Regions from separate parts of the Danio rerio genome. Here region 2 is linked to region 1. A link is a contact called in public HiChIP or PLAC-seq data. All regions are on one chromosome and are shown on one strand. Each heading gives the region's core, a stretch centred on a gene start, on an enhancer-like site or on the middle of the called end of the contact. The rest is flanking DNA. Distances are from core to core; before and after follow the strand shown.

Evidence for each region. HiChIP or PLAC-seq counts read pairs in DNA pulled down with a chosen protein or histone mark.
Region 2: a contact with region 1 is called in an H3K4me3 HiChIP or PLAC-seq map of gastrula embryo, with 3 times the contacts expected there. The contact joins the promoter of tmem251 here to the promoter of si:dkey-177p2.18 in region 1. A contact is called at or near these places in 2 of 4 datasets of contacts at active chromatin or transcription factors (embryo and gastrula embryo).

The regions. Positions count from the first base shown.
Region 1 is chr20:29,721,796-29,724,744 of GRCz12tu, reverse strand. It overlaps si:dkey-177p2.18, which reads right to left and starts at 1,536. Exons shown (of 16, transcript XR_012395746.1): 1 at 1,443-1,536; 2 at 1,172-1,236; 3 at 908-998; 4 at 580-638. sel1l (SEL1L adaptor subunit of SYVN1 ubiquitin ligase) reads right to left here. Exons shown (of 21, transcript NM_001045164.1): 21 at 2,625-2,949.
Region 2 is chr20:29,805,994-29,808,874 of GRCz12tu, reverse strand. It overlaps tmem251 (transmembrane protein 251), which reads right to left and starts at 1,465. Exons shown (of 2, transcript NM_001033746.2): 1 at 1,362-1,465. itpk1a (inositol-tetrakisphosphate 1-kinase a) reads left to right here and starts at 2,861. Exons shown (of 11, transcript NM_213017.1): 1 at 2,861-2,881.

The DNA of each region.
Region 1 (2,949 bases), core at 287-2,786:
CTGAGGCTGTGAATTAAAGTTAATAGAAATGTAAACAACGATCTGTTTCTTTTATCGACCTATTGTTACATTTGCAATTTACTGTCAGGAGACATGGTTTTAATTATGCTTTACCTATGTGTTATTTTTGACTCTTAAAGTCCGCTAACTTTAAATTTACTTAATAATCATCACCAAGGATGTAATCATTTTAAAATAATCATTTATTTTTCAGAGAAAAATACTCACCTTAATCATGGATGTCTGGAAGGTGAATAAACTAACAGCAAATTTCAGCATGTGCCGGTAAAGTAGGTTTTTGACACATGAATGCCGGTTTAAGCTGGTTCTGACCAGTACATGACCAACAAATAACCAGCTTCAACCAGCAGCCATGAGTCAAAAACTACCTTACCAGCAGCATATGCTGTTTGTTTCAACAGGGTTGTATTTTTGGGTGATCATCTCTTTTAGGTTTCTGGATTTTGCCTATTGACTGTGATGACAATACAGTGTGGCATAAATTCGATTGTCAGATAACAAATTAGAGTTACATTCAGCAAGAAATATAAAAAATAAAGAGTAAATTATCACACTCACAGTCAATGAATCTCCAAGAGCAGCAATCACTTTTATATCTGCTGCTCTCACCAGCTCAACTACAGCAGAAATTAGATGATTAGAACAGCAAAAAAGATGATCATAGAGCAAATGTTTATCTACACATTGTCTATTTACCTGTGCTACAACTGGACCTATCATTCATCAGTGATAAACATGATTGCCAAAGGTAAAACGCCTCAAAATTTCCCCTGCATGACTAGCACTGACAGCTTGTATAATCACATTTTATCATATTGACTTCACTGACACATTGTCTGTATTCATCACACAATGTGGGCACAGCACTGACCCTACAGCAGCCTACCTGAGGTGGGCACAGAAGAGGAGGGGCTCATGTCAGGACACATGAAAAGTGGATGTTTGAAACTGATTGGCCTGGTCTTCTCAGGAAACTCCTGTAACAAAATAACACGAAAAACTGATGTTTTTTGTGTGTGACATCACATCCTGACAACATAAATATTAGGCAAGTCATAACCAGAGCAGTGAAATGTTTACAATGTGATGTAAGGTTATATCCATAGACTCAAAAGCATACTGGCATGACAAAGCACAAAAACACACACACCTTCCTAAGAGCTTCCTCACTGTAGTGACTGAGTCCTTCTTCATATTCCAGCCTCCACTCGTCTCCTTGGGGAAAACATTAAAATCCATGAGTCCTCTAGACTTCAGAATCGAAATGTGACACAGGCCAGCCTCTATTGATCCATAGATACACATAGACCTTTAACTTCTTGATCAATATCAACTCCCTGCATCCCAGGTCAATCTCAACATGTAACATAAGCCCTGCGCTCCAGCTTATCTTACTAGCTCTTGATGCTTCTAGCACTTACCTTCGACAGGACAGAGGGCTAGCAAATAGGTTGCCAGGGCAATGAAAAGCCACTCCATGGTGGAGCGTTTCCAAGCGGTTAGCACAATGGATGTGCGTGCAGAGAGAACGGGGCCATTATATCTCTGCCCCTTTGTCTCCCCCACCCAAAACAGCTGAGTGACAAAGTTCAGGCCCACTGACATAAAGCATGATCCCGGTGCACATGCAACTGCCAGGGGACTGGTGACCATTCACAACTTCACAGAGCTTCAGTGGAAACCATGGTGCACTGAGGCCTGGGAGAAACAAAACCTCTGCTGAAATAAAGATGGTGTCCATGCTGGATGTTTGTTTGGACTGAATAACATTTGTTGGTCTGAGAATATAGGAATGAACATTCGTTGACTCCGTTGTTTGTTTTATTTGTTTTTAGAAACTTTGCTATTTGAAAATGTAATTATGTCTCCTTTTGTTTAGATTCATCCACTGTTATTTCAGTATTATAAGAAGTCTGATTGACATAGAAGAATGTAAGACTTTCAAAGTTTCAAACCACTGCTGAATTGTAAGAATTAAGTCGACCGGCTAATGCATCTTAGCATGAAACACATCCCGTTCACATATTACAGATTTTTGTTAAACACCAAACTTTGTGGTATTGCTATATTATCTGACATGACAGACACGTCGCCAAATGATCAAATATTCTACACATGCTCACAATTTCAATGATGCAACATTTTTCCTCTGGAAAAGGAGCTAAAACTGAAATACAGCACACAAACAGAAACATCCCAAAGTACATGATTCAGCTCCAGGATGATAGACTTCACAAACCTTACATGATGATCATCAAAAATAGTTCTGGAGGACTTTCAGTGTCTTGATTTTAAAACAAAGAAGCATAAAGGTGTCTCGTAATACAGAAAAAAAATTGCATTACAGCCCAAGCAACCCATTCAACAATTAATATAATGTATGCAGAGGAATTTATACTCCATTTTGGATATTTTTGGAAGATGACTGCCGCAAAATTAGGTTTGAGGCTCAGCATTTTGAAACACACCTGACAACAGTCATAATTGCTTTCAGTCTTTACCAGAAACACCCAACAGATGTATTTGTAACATTAAAAGTAAGTGTTGGGCAGCAGTCACCGCAATGATTTGGCAGGGTGAGCATTTATGGCAATAACATTAGATTACCTATACCATGTCATTTATTCATTTGTAATTATGCAGGTTTTCATCAAGACAGTGAAATTTACATCTGTGTGTCGGTGAAAACTACTTTTGCCAAAATACTGACATTATAAATAATTGCTGGACTGAAAAAAGCAAAAATATCCAATATTAGCCACTGAATGCAAAGCATGCTTAAATTATGAACTTTTTACATTTCAAATTCAAAGCAAACCCATCTTGCATCTCAAAGAGGCATGGTGTCCAATTCTTTTTTACAAATTTAACACTACCAAAAACAGTAACACAAAAAAAAAAATCCTGGGATGGGTTGCACAAAAAAAA
Region 2 (2,881 bases), core at 216-2,715, 84 kb before region 1:
AAAAACAAAGACAAATCTGAGGTAAAGTTGGTTTTATATTCACATATTCGTGCAGTGATAACTTGTGACACAGTTCCTATATTGTTTACTTTGAATAGTCGGTCAGAAATAGCATAGAAGTATGACTTCAAAAACAGCATTAGCTCTAGGGATGCTCCGATCGATCGGCCAAAGATAATCACATTTCATGACTCGATCTGCAATTGCCAGTTACTCAAGAGTTGATCGCAGGGGGTTTGTTTATGACTTTACAAGCAGAGGTAGATGCACATGCGCTCCTATATATTATGCATAGCCTACAGCAGCCACAACAGGAGGTGCCTGATGCGATCTTTTAACAGCAACTAAAATACACAGAGATGCGGTGCGACCTCTGTTCATTGTAAAGATGTATTCGATTTTCTAGATCTGCATTTTAACTTGTTATGCATCAAATATCCGCTCCAAACTTTTTCATGATTGAGACGTTGAATTCTCCTTTCATCATTTGCAGTGTTTCCAAAATGCATTGTTTGTCATTTTTATTACTAATTTTTGTGGTGGTACATTCTGCTGTGGCGACCCCTGACAAATACGGGAATAAGCCGAAGTAAAATGAATGAATGAATTATTTTCTGTAAATCTGCTTCTGGCCATGACATGTTCATACCTAAATAGTTATAAGAGAATTGTTTAAGGTATTATATGCAGCATCCTTCATTTATTTTCATTAAGTTCATACTTAGAGGAATCATACTTATTAAAAAGCTTAAAGCATTAGAATCTGTACTCTGTATCGGCTGATCACCATAACAAGGAATTAGGACTAAATATCGCCTGCAAAAATCCTTATCGAAGCATCCCTAACGTTAATCAGCAATATTTACTTGGCTCTGCACAATGATGTAATTTGATATTCTCTGGCTGCTAATATGAGTTTCCTGTTTAGAATTTGCAAAGAATACTTTTCTAAAAGTATAATATTAGGGAGAAAGTTTGAATGTGCAAATATAAAACCAATTTTGCCCCAGTATGAATAGAAGTCATGTGATCAATGGTTTCAGGACATAAAAATGAAAACAATTTTCACTGAATCTACAAGTAAACAGAAACTCGAATGGTGAACAATTAATTGCACATTAAAAACAGCTTTCCTAAAAGTTGTACGAAACAAGTTTCTAGACTAATTAATACAATCTAGCAGGAAACATTTGGAAAAAATATTCCAAAGAGGAAGTGTTTCCAGCTCAATAACCTCGCAAACACACACACACACCATCTGGAGATTTCTCAAAGCTGTTAACCAGCACTGGTGTGTCATTAAACCTCGACACGCCTCCGTCCTATAGATTACCACATGGTTTTCACTCATTGTTACTTACTGTAATTACACGATCAATCCATTTTGCTCGGTTTCCTAGAAAATTTGTTCCTCAAGCCAAAGCACACAGCGTCGGTTTGTCACAGGGTTGTTGTCATAGGACTCACTTCCTGGAATGTCTACATCCGGGAAGTTCCCATGAATCTTCGAGGACTTTATGATTAACCTAGCAAAGGACTTTACCGCCCTCGTGAGCATGTCTGTGGTACAAACTAGACTGCGATGAACACTCCACTACTGTATAGTATTACACTGCCTTGGACAATGATTTTAAACATTTACCCCCATTTTTTATTTTGCTTGCAATTGAATTTGTGTTGTGTCATATAATAGCACTGGTATATTATGGATCATGACTTGTCCTGATTGGTTTATCTGTATAAAAACAGACTTACAACACAGTTTATGATAGGTCTGGTTGATATGGCAAAAATGCAGTTTCGCTAATTATTTTCCATATTGAATGATAACCATATATATTTTGATATTTTTTGTCAATGGTTTCAGATTTAAAGGAGTAGGCTAATACATCAATGACTGAAGCCATAAAAATTAGATGTAACTAATTAGAGTAACTTAGATCTCTAATATCAACACAGTTTTAAATACCCATTGTTGCACATTACAGCTGTGTGATTGGCTCTTATATCAATATAGAGTAAAAAAAAGTCCAGAATATTGTTATTGACATCAATTTTATCGTTTATCGGCCTAGCCCTAATAGAGAATAAATAAATATATTTTTACTGAAAACCAAGAGTGAACCTTTATTCAGCTATTTCTTTGACATTTGAATTTAATGAAGTAATTATTAATTAAAAAAAAAAATTACACCAAAACTGTGATACAATTAAAACTGCACATGCCAGTAGAATGAATTGTAATAAAAACATGCTGTAACTGTCCCAATTCTGTCAATCCTGATTAAACTGTCTGTTAGGGAGATACAATAGCTTTGCTTGGTAACTTAACTTAAAGCTAAGAAAACTGTGGTTTCAATTATACAAATGAATAATGTTTCATGAAAACAGATTAGACAGTATGAGAAATTTTCTGAACATTAAAAAATTACCATTTTACCTAAAAATGAGTTTTATACTGAAGCACTTGAAATGGATGATTTCTCTCAGATTGAAGGAGGGTCTAACTGAGAATATATAGTATGAATGTTGTCACTCTAGCTTATTCTTGAATGGAGCAATTCGTCTGCCCCATGCATCCATCCCAGTCATTGATCCCTCCATGTGCCTGTATAATGTTTTATTAACACAATAAAAGAAGTTTTTTATAATAAAAAACTTATTACGTCCAATCACAAGTCTACACTTACTTTCATTTACATAGTTCCTGTGAAACATTTCAACTTTGGCACGACACAATAGAATGAATGAATTAATGAATGAACGTTGCCTCTAGCTAACATCCCGCAGTTAACATCCCGCCTCTGAAAGGGTGTGTCTTGGCAAATAAGTTTCGTTGCTGTCCAAGTGGCCAATCAACATTACATTGATAATCGACAGC